2 separate regions of the Sus scrofa genome follow, and region 1 is linked to region 2. A link is a contact called in public HiChIP or PLAC-seq data. All regions are on one chromosome and are shown on one strand. Each heading gives the region's core, a stretch centred on a gene start, on an enhancer-like site or on the middle of the called end of the contact. The rest is flanking DNA. Distances are from core to core; before and after follow the strand shown. Region 1 holds the start of GFRA3 (GDNF family receptor alpha-3). Region 2 holds the start of KIF20A (kinesin-like protein KIF20A).

Evidence for each region. HiChIP or PLAC-seq counts read pairs in DNA pulled down with a chosen protein or histone mark.
Region 1: an H3K27ac HiChIP or PLAC-seq map of alveolar macrophages shows a contact between it and region 2, with 4 times the contacts expected there. The contact joins the promoter of GFRA3 here to the promoter of KIF20A in region 2. A contact is called at or near these places in 1 of 5 promoter capture datasets (liver), 2 of 47 Hi-C or Micro-C datasets (both in embryonic fibroblasts) and 1 of 2 datasets of contacts at active chromatin or transcription factors (alveolar macrophages).

Annotation. Positions count from the first base shown.
Region 1 is chr2:140,281,611-140,287,912 of Sscrofa11.1, reverse strand. GFRA3 (GDNF family receptor alpha-3) reads left to right here and starts at 4,686. Exons shown (of 13, transcript XM_003123953.5): 1 at 4,686-4,990. The coding sequence starts at 4,915.
Region 2 is chr2:140,197,169-140,203,638 of Sscrofa11.1, reverse strand. KIF20A (kinesin-like protein KIF20A) reads right to left here and starts at 1,322. Exons shown (of 19, transcript XM_003123952.6): 1 at 1,198-1,322; 2 at 542-727. The coding sequence starts at 706. BRD8 (bromodomain-containing protein 8) reads left to right here and starts at 1,392. Exons shown (of 24, transcript XM_005661688.3): 1 at 1,392-1,440; 2 at 1,704-1,775; 3 at 2,662-2,758. The coding sequence starts at 1,757.

The DNA.
Region 1 (6,302 bases), core at 3,437-5,936, 81 kb before region 2:
AATAAAAGAAAATGAAAGTACCAAGCACAATGAGTTAGATTTCAGAAGGATATTTTAAATTACATTCTTCAGTATCATCCCAGGGTTTCCTTTCTTTGAGCTCTTTAAGGTGAGTAGGCTTTTGTCTGTGTAGTCAGGTACTGTCCTACTTGGCCTTGGTGGTGGAATTAACTGAACATGGTCACTCTCTGGCATTAACCTAGTAGTGATAGCTTAGGACTAGAAAAAGACAAAGGGTTCTGAAGTTTAGGCTAAGATAGAATAGAGACAAAAATGACATCTTCCCAGGTCCTGGAGCAGGGAGACTTTTTAAAAGTGAGTGGGAGGAAAGGAGGGCATTAGACATTGGGCAGCCCAGCAGTATGCCTGAGTCGACTGGACTGATTTTTACAGGGTTTACAAGTGCTCTTCTGGAGCGCCACGTGCATGCCTCACAGCAGAGGGCACTGCTGTATTCTTTAAGCTGGCAGCCTCCACTCCTTGCTTGAGCCTGTCTGTCCAGAGGGCAGCAACCTTTCCAGCTTCTCCCTGAGCTCTTGAGCTCAGAGCTCAGAACGGCAAGGGGGAAAAGGAGAGAAAAGCTGCTGCTTTGTTAGGTGGAGATGCTCAGGGAAAGATGCGGCTCTTCTTCCCATCCCACACACTTCCCCTCACCAAGTAGGAGCTCCTAGCTGCCTGAGGGAAACTGAGCGAAGCACCTCCAAGTGTGAAGAGGGGTCCCTGACTCGATGCCTACCCTGGTCAGTCCTTTCCGGATAATTCTCCCTGGAAAGGTAGAACCAAGCCCCCACCTGGGAAGAGACTGGTGCACAACTGTTCACATTTCAGTAATCTTTTTCTTTTTAGGGCTGCACCTGTGTCATACGGAAGTTCCCAGGCTAGGGGTCAGCTGGAGCTGCAGCTGCCAGCCTACATCATAGCCACAGCAAAGCCAGATCCAAGCAGCATCTAAGACCTACACTGCAGCTTGCTGCAATGCCACATCCTTAACCCAGTGAGCAAGGCCAGGAATCAAACCCACATCCACATGGATACTAGTTGGGTTCTTAACCCGCTGAGGAAAATATTACAAGAAATTATATGGGAAATTTGATATGTAAGGTACTGTGTGATTTGATTCATGTTATTTTCAGGAACAATAACAGTAGCTAACACTTTTCAGTTCAACGTGTGCAAGACCCATGAACTCATTTTATATATATAAACTAATTTTCACAACAATCCTATGAGGCAAGTACTCATTATTATGCATGTTTTACCAATAAAGAAATTGAGAAACAGAGGAGTGAGTAACTTGTTCAAGATCTGACAGCTAATGAATGGTGGAATTGGGATTTGAACCCAGGCAGTATGGCTCCAGAGTCTGTACCCTTAATGGATTTTCCTGTTACCAAATCCTCATCAGTGAACAGTGCATCTTTCTAAGTTGGTGCTGTATTAGGTGTTAAACAAGAGTATCAGTTAGTTGTAGATACTATAGAATTCAGGGCCATCAGTTGCTTGGGCTTGGGAAATGAGACCCTAAGACCCCAGCCCAGGAATCTCTGCACGAGGCTATGGAGGGGGTTCGCTCTGCTCTGGTGTCCTTGCACTGACTGGTATTCATTCATCATGAAGTCAAGTAATAAAGAATGGAAACCTCTTGGTCTAAAAACTGCTTCCGGTTGCGGTCTCAGCCCCAGGACCAAGCTGACCTCTGCCATAGAGAGGGAAGAGGCATTTTTCTTTCCTTCTCAGGTATTTAAAGTGGAGGCAAGGAGAATTTTCTTTCCCCATTCAGTTTAGGCAAATATTAGGGAAACAGCAATTCCTTCCTAGGGTTGTCAATAAAAGTACTATAGTTATTCAAATATAACATAGTCCCTGCCCTCAAGAAACTGACAAGGTAGCAAATGATTCTCTTGATTCCCATTTCTACAAGCATTCAGGCCCATTAGCATATTCAACAAAAGGAAGAAGAACTGTAGCCTCCAGCTCTAAAGCAGCAGGTTGATGTGTGTGCAGGCTGAGTTCATGGAAAGAACTGCATACCACCTGGGGTGATATTCAAGGCTTACTATGTACTGGGCACTAAGCTAAACACTTTACTTAATTTATACTTGTTTAATCCACACAACTGTCTTATGAAGTAGATACTGCTATTAATTTTACAGGTGAAGGAACTGAAGCACAGAAAAATGGACATGCCCAAGGTCATCCAGTATGTATTGGAAATGGCATTTGAACCCAGGTAGTCTGTAAAGCTTGTTCTCTCTCTCTTTTTTTTTTTTTTTTGGCCACATCCATGGCATGCAGAAGTTCTTGGGCCAGGGATCGAACCCTCACTACAGCAGCAACTTGAGCTGATGCAGTGACAGTGCTGGATCCTTAACCCACTGTGCCACAAGGGAACTCCCTAAAGCTTGTTCTCTTAACTGTTATTCAGTGTACTGCTAACAGCCTGGATTAGCTAAGGATAGCAGCAGGAATTAAAGCTCAACAGTGAGAGAGGGCTTGATAAGAAGTCAGAAAACCAAGATTACAAAAGAAGAGTAAGATAGAGTGTTTGGACCTTTGAGCTCCAGTCAGTGGTTTGGAAGGCCCTCCCAGGGCAGAGTTTGTGTCTTAATCATTTTGGCACCTGGCACAAAGCTGGACTCATAATCAGCCTCAAAAGACTTTATTGAATTGAATGATGGCTAACATCATTTTTGTAGAAAGGATTGGCTCATTTGTCATTATCCACAAGGTTCCCAACGGCAATGGTGCTTATCTAGCAGGTGTTGGCAGTCACAGAGGACATGGCTGGTGAGGAGAGAGTGTGCTGGAGGAGCTGTCAATATTAGTCTTGGAGTCATATTTATTTGCAGAGGCTTCCTCAACCCTCCCCTCACCTTGGTTACCAATCCTCATTAAAGGCCCAGTGATGTCAAGCTCCCCACCACAGTGCCCAGGCAGAAATAGGCTCTAAGTATCTCACTCACTTTCAAAAGAAAGGCTGGCCTTTTACAGGTGGAATTGGGCAATCCTCTTAGCCCATCAGCTTGACCTTGTTCTGCCTTCCTAGTCCGTTCCGTGGGGAAAGCACTGAGTAGACACACTAAGTAGGTACCCTGAGCAAATGCCTTTTCTGGGCTTACGCTCCTACCCCTAACTTGATTTGCCTTGGTTGCTGAAGGAGAGGGAGCAGAGGTAACACCCTTTAAACACTCCACATCTTTGTTAATTCATAGGTCTCAGCCTTTTCCTAGCATCCCAGCCACCTGAAATTGTTACCTCTTGCCTTGTAAATCCTGTTTTGAAACTACTGCCAGAGTGAAGGAGAAAGTGGGGGCTGTCAGCTCCCCAGCTGCAGGCTTCCTAACTGTACTGAAGGGAAGGGCTTGGGAAAGGTACACAGGTAGGGTGGAGCTGGGGGAAAACAGACCCTGTACAAAAGCTGAGTAGCCAGATGTTCACTTTCACAGCTCTCTTGTAAGACTGGCAGGGCAGATATAGATTAAAATGAAGCACAAACTCCATTTAAAGTGCATTACAGCTGAGGAATCAGCTCCCCCTGGGCAGGAGAAGGGAGGAAAGGGCACAAGAGGCCACATCAGTCTCCTTCCTTATCTAGGGCCGCATGTCTCGCTCCTGGCTTTGTGAAGGGTGATTTACACCCCTGGCTGGAATGACTCTCTTTCTAGGCTGATTACATCGGCAAATGCCCCCCAGAGGCCACAGCAGGATGGCCATATTCAGAAGCAGCAGCCAGTAAATCTCAGAGGTTTCTATTGCACTTCTCAGTACCCTCCCTCCTGGCCCTCTGCCAGGTGGGCTCTGGAGGTAGGAGAGGGCTTGGTTGGAGGGTTAGGGGAAGAAACCCTGCAATTCCTTTGATTGCTTTCTTCCAAGTACTGTTAAGTTCTCATTCTTCTGAGTCATTTTGCCTGTATCTATCTTGGGAACAGGGTGTGAATCAGCCCAGTAAACCAGCCCAATATACACCCTTACCTTTTTGGGTAGAAATCCTGGTTTCTCCTACCTGTTTAATCTTGGTAGAGTAGCTTGCTGTCTTAAGCATCATCTGAAAATGATGAGCTCCTAAGTGGCCTCTCCAGCCACCTTCCTCAGTGATCTTTTGTCCAGGGAGATCTCTGCAGTTTAGTCTAAGGGGAGTTTAAACTTTCCATCCTCCTTCATGACACTCAAGGGGTTGAATTTTGGAGGAATATAGTCTCTGGCAAAGGTCCTGGGATCTGGCCCCAGGTCTGCTCCCCGCAAAGCCATTTCACCTGTCTGAGACACACCTTTGCAGAATCTTGAGGCTAATGATAAGAACTGAATCTCACCCTTGAAGGTATTTATCATGAGAAACAAAATAATAGATGTGCACATTCTAATAGAAAAACAAAACAAAACAACCTAGAAACACGAGAGCCTTTGTGGGTTTGTTCAAGTTATGTTACCAGATTTCATTTGGGGTAGTTGTTCCTTGGTGGTGGTAGGGACTGGATTCCAGAAACTAAGATAGAATGCTGTTTTGATTCTCTCTGGACCCCAGAGATGGCAAGGCTCCATCCCGCAGCTTCCACCGTGACTTGGGCAGAATGCCCCTCTAAGCGAAGTTGGCAGGACGGGCAGGTGGGCCGGCTGGGGTGGAGCACTCTTACTAGCCAAAGCCCCAGCGCGTGCCCTCGTTTATTCCCACCTCCGCTGCCCTCTCGGTCCAGTAGGAGAGGTGCTGTGGTCCGCTTCTGAGTTTGAGGGCGGCGCCCAGGACCCTGGTGGGAGCGTGTCGGCGCCGTTCGCGCCAGGAGGGGCGGCCCAAGGCGGTGGGAGGTGCCGGCCGAGGATCCCGACTCTCAGAGCTCCAGCGCGCGGAAGCGAGGGGAACGCCGCGCCCTTCGCAGGCAGAGCGCCCCAGACGCGGGCACCCGGCGTGTACACCGGGCCATGGCGCGCCCCCCGAGCCCGCGACAGCTGCCGCCCGCGCTCCTGCTGCTGCTGCTGCCACTGCTGCTCAGAGCAGGTGAGTGTCGTCTGTGAGTCCACGGAGCCCGCTCTGCGGCCAGGGGAGGGGTGCGTGAGTGGTAGTGGAGGAGAACCTGTGGGAGGGCCCAGCACCAATGCTCGGAGAGGGCTCAGACACCACACAGCTGCCTGGTGCTGGGTGTGCGTTTGTCCAAGCCTGGGGAATTGGAGGAGGCAGCCCAGGGTGCCAGGGAGGGGCTCTGTTCCATGCCTCGTCCAGTGTCTGAACTTTTAGATTGAGTGCCAGCCATGATCAGGGCACCCAAGCATCTCTTCGCTTCCGCTTTTCCCTCTTCCCTCTTTTGAGGTGCATCTTCAGAATAGCCTGCAGCCAGGCCACTATCAGGACTGCATCTCTAGGAGGTGTAGGAGAATCAGGAGCAGGACTGCCATTTGTTCCACATGGGCTTCTGTCCACTGCCTGTAAGGATAGGGGAGGTGGACACTGGTTACCAATGAAAATAGAGAAGTTTTTGTTAGAACTGACTTGTCACAAATTAGGGTTGGAAACTGCTGCCTAGAACTTGCCAACCTCATTATTTGGTTGTGTTGCTCACCATCAACAAACCCCCTCTTCAGGATATACTTCATTGCTGTTTTAATTATAATGAATAAAACTCACTATTGGGCAAGATGGCCTTTCCCTGAAAGCTGCCCAGCATGGTGCCTTGCCCTGTTATAAATCCACCATAGGTGTTTCAAGGCCTGTTTTAATAGCTAGTTCAAGGTCTGGTTTTAAAACAATGCCATTCCACCAGGAACCTGGACGGGGCCTTTGGAAGTTGGGTTGGTACATGGAGTCTGACTATGGGGCTCCTGTCTAGAGCCTGACTGGAGGGAATCTAGAGACAGAGACCACACATTTACACGTGCCCTCAGTCCACAAGGCAGGACTGCAGAAATGCAATCTTGGCTGACAGAAAGATACAGAAGGGAAAGTACTGGTCTGTCCAGACTGACTTCATCAGTAAATCAGAGTAGCAAGACATCACTGATCTGATTTGACTGCCCAGGAAATTTCACTGACCCTAACAATATGGCTGGGAGTTCCCTTTGTGGTACAGCGGGATCAGCGGCGTCTCTGGAGCACAGATGCAGCCTTGATCCTGGCCCAGCATAGGGGGTTAGGGATCTGGTGTTGCTGCAGCTGTGGCTCAGATCTGATCCCTGGCCTGGGAACTCCATAAGCAGAGGGACAGCCAAAAAAGAAAAAAAACAGAAACAAAACAAAACAAAACAAAAAACCAGTATGTTTGCATGTCAGGATCAAAGGTATACATTAAACACTAACCAGTCTAGGGAACAGGTTC
Region 2 (6,470 bases), core at 73-2,572:
ACTTCTACAAGAGATGTCTGAGTAGAGCTGTTCTTAACCATGACATTTAGTAATGCCAGAACAAATTTCCTGGATGTCCTGGGAAGGAGCTACTGACATCTAGTGGGTAGAGACCAAGAATGCCGCTTAACATTTTACACTGCACAGAACTGCCCCCTATAACAAAGAATCATCTGGCCCCAGGCATCAAGAATGCTGCAGCTGAGACATCTCAGCAGAAAGCAAGCCCCCTTTTAAGTGCAAGCTATGGGTTCATATTAAAGCCTGAATATGTCTGGACTTCATGGTGAAGGAGATCTAACTACTGCCTTCTCTCATAGGATTAACTGAGTATGCATTTGAGAATGTTTCATTACGGCAATGCAGTTAATAGATTTCTTAGAGACACACAATTGTACATTTTTTACTTGTCTTGTCCTTAATTTTCAGTTGATCTCTCAAACCCTAAGAATGCAGGGTTTTGACCTCCTGCTACTTTGTAGGGATAACTAGTATGCTGAGGATATGACTTTCTGCCCCCAAGCCAATTCAACTCCTTTACCTGCTGCTTGTCGTCCAGGGAGGTGGAGATGACAGAGCAGTCTGACAGCAGTTCCTTGCGCACCACAGACCCCAAATCTGCAGCAGTGGACTCAAACATGGGGGAGACTACGACTTCCTCATCCGACAACAAGCCGGCTGGTGGAGAGAGGATCCCTTGCGACATGTTAGCAGGGGAAGCCTAGATCTAAAGAGAGACAAAAGTGGGTAGGGAGGAGAACCTTATGGGATAAAAAGGGCTGCAAATTCTGAGTAAGAACCAATTCCTAGGCCCCAAGACAACTTGGTCTCACTGGCTGAATTCCTGCTCCTCTTTCCCTTCAACTACTAGCAAAGAGAAAGGAAATGAGAGAGAGAGTTAATCATTTAATCCAGTCTGAGGCGGCATTTCCGACCGCGAACAGGAATGAGCAGACACCCAGCTCCAAAAGCAGAAGGCCACACTCCAAGTACGGTGTCTTGCTCTCCGGTGTCGTGGAGGTGGTGTCAGTAGCCCTGGGCTCCTTCAGTCTCTCCCCCAGGCCCACAGTGAGGACAGAGGTATTAAAAAAAAAAAAAAAAAAAAAAAGGATGGCGGCAGTTCTTCTTTCTGAAAGCCTAATTCGCGAGGGCAAGAGCAGGTACCGCAGCTGGGCTCCAGTAGAGCCTCATACTCACCGAAGACACCGCACGTCTCCTCCGGTACCGGCTCACTCACACCCCGCGACGGAACCTGAACCTTCGCAGCTAGACAGCACAACCCCGCCCACGAGGCTCACCTTTGTTACTGATACAATGTTTTAAATTACGCGCTGCGTTCGTTGAGCCAATCAGATAGCGAAACCTGAACCTACCAATCAGCGCAAGGGGACAGACGAGACTGGGAAACGGCTTATTCCGGCCTGACCGCTCTGCTCAAAAGTGGGTCCGGGTTACCAACTGTCGAGGCTTGGTGTTGGGTGATCCTGCAATTCCGCCTTATTACTTTTTCTTGAACCCTGAGGCATCAGCTGCCGTGTTTTGTTCTTTATCACATTCCTTCCCAGGAACGCACAAGAGACCCGGTTTAGGGCACTTGTTCTTCCTGGGGTGGGGTGGGGGACTACATTTCCCAGGAAGCACCGCAACCAAACACCGGGACTCTATTTCCCAGAGTTCTTTTTCTTATACTTTCTTTTTTTAAGGCGTAGCGGACGCTGACGCTCTTCCCTCAGGAGTTGGAGACTTCCGAGCCAAAATGGCGGCAGGGACGGGCAGTAAGTATTTGCACCGCCTTTGTGTGGTAAGTCTTTGTAGAGCCGAGGCCAGGCAACAGCATAGAGAGTAGGAGCAGTGATTTGCCTGAGAGCCCAGGGAGGGCACGAGACTTGAACTCGACGGTGTAGTGAAGCCCAACGGCCGGGGGCCTAGAAGTGTAGTCTTCTCAGTAAGGCCGCCGAGGTTTGAGATAAGCAGCTCAGCGAAATCTTTGTATGTTGGGGAGCTCTGCGGGGTGAGCTGAAAAGGTGCCCTACAGACGGACCGAGACGTTGTGCGCCTTAAGGAGTGGCCGGCATCCCAAAGAGTCATTCAGTTTCTGACGAACGTTTATGAGGCCACTAGTCACAGAGAAATGGGGAGTTTTAACCGCGAGCTTTTTCTGCCACTGGGGAAATCACATTTCGGGCATCTCAGTCATTTATCTCTGTTTCACGGACTGAATATGGCTTTTAGGCCCGGCCAGGGGAAAGGGGAGCGGTGTTACTGAAAGAAGTAAACAACTTTATGCTAAGAAGGAGGCGGGACGGAGGGGAGGTGGCCGCTCGGAATCCTGGGAAATAAGCCCTTAGGTCCAAATTGGAATAAAGCGTTTTTTAAAATTGAGTCTTTCGGGGAGCTGCCCTATCTTAATCTGACATTACTTTTTTTTTTTTTAAACTAAACCATTGTGCCCATGGCATTTGAAGGCAAAACATTTTATTTCTTCAAATACCATAGGCACACTGTTTTAGTTAGGTTATTTACTAGAAAGGTGAAGAATCAAGATTTGGTGATAGTAGCTCACGTTGTCCTTATAGGTTGGGATGTTTAGGCTTTTAGTCTTCTCTTTGAGGCTTAGAACTAGTGTCTCAGTGGTTTTCTATAAGTCTTCTCTACTTTCAGAACATAAGCTGCTGAGTACTGGCCCTACAGAGCCATGGTCCATCCGAGAGAAGCTGTGTTTAGCGTCTTCAGTCATGAGGAGTGGAGATCAAAATTGGTAAGGTATCTAGGTTGTCAGCTTTTTTGGGTATTGGAAACTGTTGAGCGTTGTCTTTTTGGTTATAGCTATACTAGTGGGCATAAAATGATATTTCATTGCGGGTTTGATTTGCATTTTTCTGAACCAATGTTGTTGGAAACCGTTGAGTGCTGAGCATCTATTCATGTTTTTATTGTCTATTTGTGTGTCTTTTGGAGTAATTGCTCAGATCCTTTGGATTATTTTTCATTTTATTATTGAGTTATAAGAATTTTTTATTTATTCTGGACACAAATCCCTTGTCACATACATGATTTGCAAATACTTCTCCTATTTTGTGTGTTGTCTTTCCACTTTCTTTGGTATTGTTGTTATCTCTTGGTATTGCTTACAGCACAAAAGTTTTTGGTTTTGATATGTCCAGTTTGTCTATTTTTTATTCTGTGGCTAGTGTTTTTGGTGTCACAGCTAACAACCATTTACTTCTATGTTTTCTTCTAAGAGCTTTTAACTCTCCACATTCAAATCTTTGATCCATTTTGAGATAATTTTTATGAGGTTATAAGGCAGGGTCACTTGCATGCAACTGTCGTAGGACCTAGTATTTGTTGAAAAGACTATTCTCTTCCTATTGAATTGTCTTGGCATTCAGCATTTAAGTTCCAGAAAGTGGGACTGTCTGTGTCCGGTCTTTTTTGAAACCAGAACAAACTCTTCTCTCTCTCTCTTTTTTTTGGGTTTTTTTTTTTTTTTTTTTTTTTTTTTTGGTCTTTTTAGGGCAGTACTCTCAGCATATGGAGGTTCCCAGGCTAGGGCTTGAATCAGGACAGGCATAGCAATGTGGGATACGAGCCACATTTGCGGCCTATGCCATAGCTCACGGCAATGCCAGATCCTTAACCCACTGAGTGAAGCCAGGGATCAAACTGCATCCTCATGAATCCTAGTTGGGTTCTTTAAACACTGAGCCATGAAGGGAACTCCCGAGGAAACCTTTTAATTGTCTTAAGCATTCTAATTACTTAAGATACAAATATGAGTTTGTATGGTATATCTCTACTTCTGTAACCATTCAAATGAGTTTATGAAAGCATCATCACTTGTCACAGTTAGCACTTCCACAATTTTATGTATTCTTCAAATAGCCTTTCAAAGATAAATCCAGGATATTCCAGGTAGCAGCTGTTCTTGAGCCAGTAAACCCTATGACAAAATGAAACATGCTATTTGATAAATCTCAGCTTGACATTAAATATAACTCAATTCAAATATAAAACTGAATGAATTTTTACACAAAATATCAGGTAAACTAGATTGAAATAGAATGCAATCTGTGTATCTTTTATATTTCTGTTAGAAAAATAGTATAAGAGCACTTAGGTCAAACGTAGGGAGTTCCCACTGTGGCTTAGCAAGTTTAGAACCTGCCATAGGACTAGTTGGCAGGGAAAGAGTTAAGATAACTCAGAGGACACCATCAAGGTGTGCCTGACCCAAATGTACCCAAGCCCAGGGCAGTGACCAGCAGGGAAGGAGTGGGTTCTCAGCTTCAGCTCTCACTGTCAGCACATGCCACTGATTAAAATGTTTAGATTCCTGGAGTTCTCATTGTGGCTCAGCAGTAAGGAACCTGACTAGTATCATGAAGATGCAGGTTCGATCCCTGGCCTTGCTCAGTGGGTTAAGGATCCAGTGTTGCTGTGAGCTGTGATGTAGGTTGCAGTCGCGGCTCGGATCCCGTGTTGCTGTGGCTGTGGTGTAGGCCAGCAGCTGTAGCTCTCATTGAACCCCTAGCCTGGGAACCTCCATATGCCGACGAGGAAGGAGCAACAGAAAGGAAAAAAAAACGAGTGGGAATTCCCTGGTGGCTCAGTGGACTGAGGATCCGGTGTTGTTACTGCTGTGGCATGAGTTTGATCCCTGGCCTGGGAACTTCTATATGCCATGGTTGCAGCCAAAAGAAATAAAAAACAACACACACACACACACACACATAAGAATTTTATCTAAGATAAACTCATGATATGAAATACTGAGTCAAAGAATATATGAGTTTATAAAATTTGCTAAGTATTTCAAATTACCCTCCTCAGAGATTATTTCCATTTATACTCCCTTTGATAATATTTTAAAAGACTTGTTTTTCTATTCTCTGGTTCATGTTACGTGTATTTGATCTTTGACAGTAGAAAAGATGAGAAATAGTTCTCATATCTTTTATTTGCATTTATCCTATGATGAGCGAGTTAAATATCTCCTTGTGTGAAAAAACTGCTTATATTTTCTTTTCTGTAAACTGCTTTTTCCCATTTTTCTATTAGAGTACTAGTCTTTCTTTTTAATTTGGCCAGGGTGGGGCTGGGGAGCGCAGAGGAGTGGCTCCTTTTATATTAGGGAGATTAGCCATTTGTCTGCATTTTGAGGTGCATTAAAAAAAACCCCAAAACCCGGAGTTCCCGTCATGGCGCAATGGTTAACGAATCCGACTAGGAACCATGAGGTTGCGGGTTCAATCCCTGCCCTTGCTCAGTGGGTTAACGATCTGGCGTTGCCGTGAGCTGTGGTGTAGGTCGCAGATGTGGCTCGGATCCCGTGTTGCTGTGGCTTTGGTGTAGGCCGGTGGCTACAGCTCCGATTAGACCCCTAGCCTGGGAACCTCCATATGCCGCAGGAGCGGCCCAAGAAATGGCAAAAAGACAAAAAACAAACAAACAAAAAACCCAAAAACCCAGTATGCTCTTTGGTTTTGCTTTTTACATTAAGACTTTCAATATGTAGTTCTGGGTTTTTTTTTCCCTTTTTCTTTTTTTGACTGTCCAGCAACATATGGAGTTCCTGGGCCAGGGATCAGATCCGAGCTGCAGTTGGGTCCTGCACTGCAGCTGTGCCAACACTGGATCCTTAACCCGCTGTGCCTGGCCAGGGATCAAACCTGCATCCCAGGGCTCCAGAGACGTCACCAGTCCTATTACACCACAGCAGGAACTCCAAAAATGTAGTTTTTTATTAATAATTTTCTTTTACAGTTCCTGGATTTTGTAACATAATTAGAAAGTTCTTTCCTAGTCTGAGGTTATAAAATAATTCTACTTTGATTTCCTCTGTACTTTTGTGGTTAAATTCTTTAAAGTATATGCATCTTTGATTGCTTTGGGGGCTTATCTTGGTATAAACAAAGGTGTAAATTATGGATCAAACTTTACTTTTTGCTGATAACTATCCATATAACAATGTTAAAGTAAACTTTTTATAAAAGTACTCTGTGAAACCATTATCCCCAAACAAAACTGAAAACTCTCTTTAAAGTTGTGAATAAAGTTGTGAAATATTTCAGCCACATAGAGAAGTGGGGAAAATAATGCAGCGTACCTATGTACCTGGATTTAACAGATCTTAATATTTAGTTATGTTTCCTTCAGCTCTTTTTAAAGAAATAAACATAGACACAGTTGAAGCCCCTTCACACTCTTTCTGCAAGCCATTTCAGTCCAACTATTTTCATTTTTGCTCCTTTTTTTTTTTTTTTTTTTTGGTCTTTTTTTAGGGCCGCACCTGTGGCATATGAAGGTTTCCAGTCCAGGGGTCTAATCGGAGCTGTAGCTGCTGGCCTACGCCAGAGCCACAGCAACACAGGATCCGAGCCACGTCTGTGACCTACACCACAGCTCATGGCAACGCCGGATCCTTAACCCTTGAGCAAGGCCAGGGATTGAACCTGCGTCCTCATGGA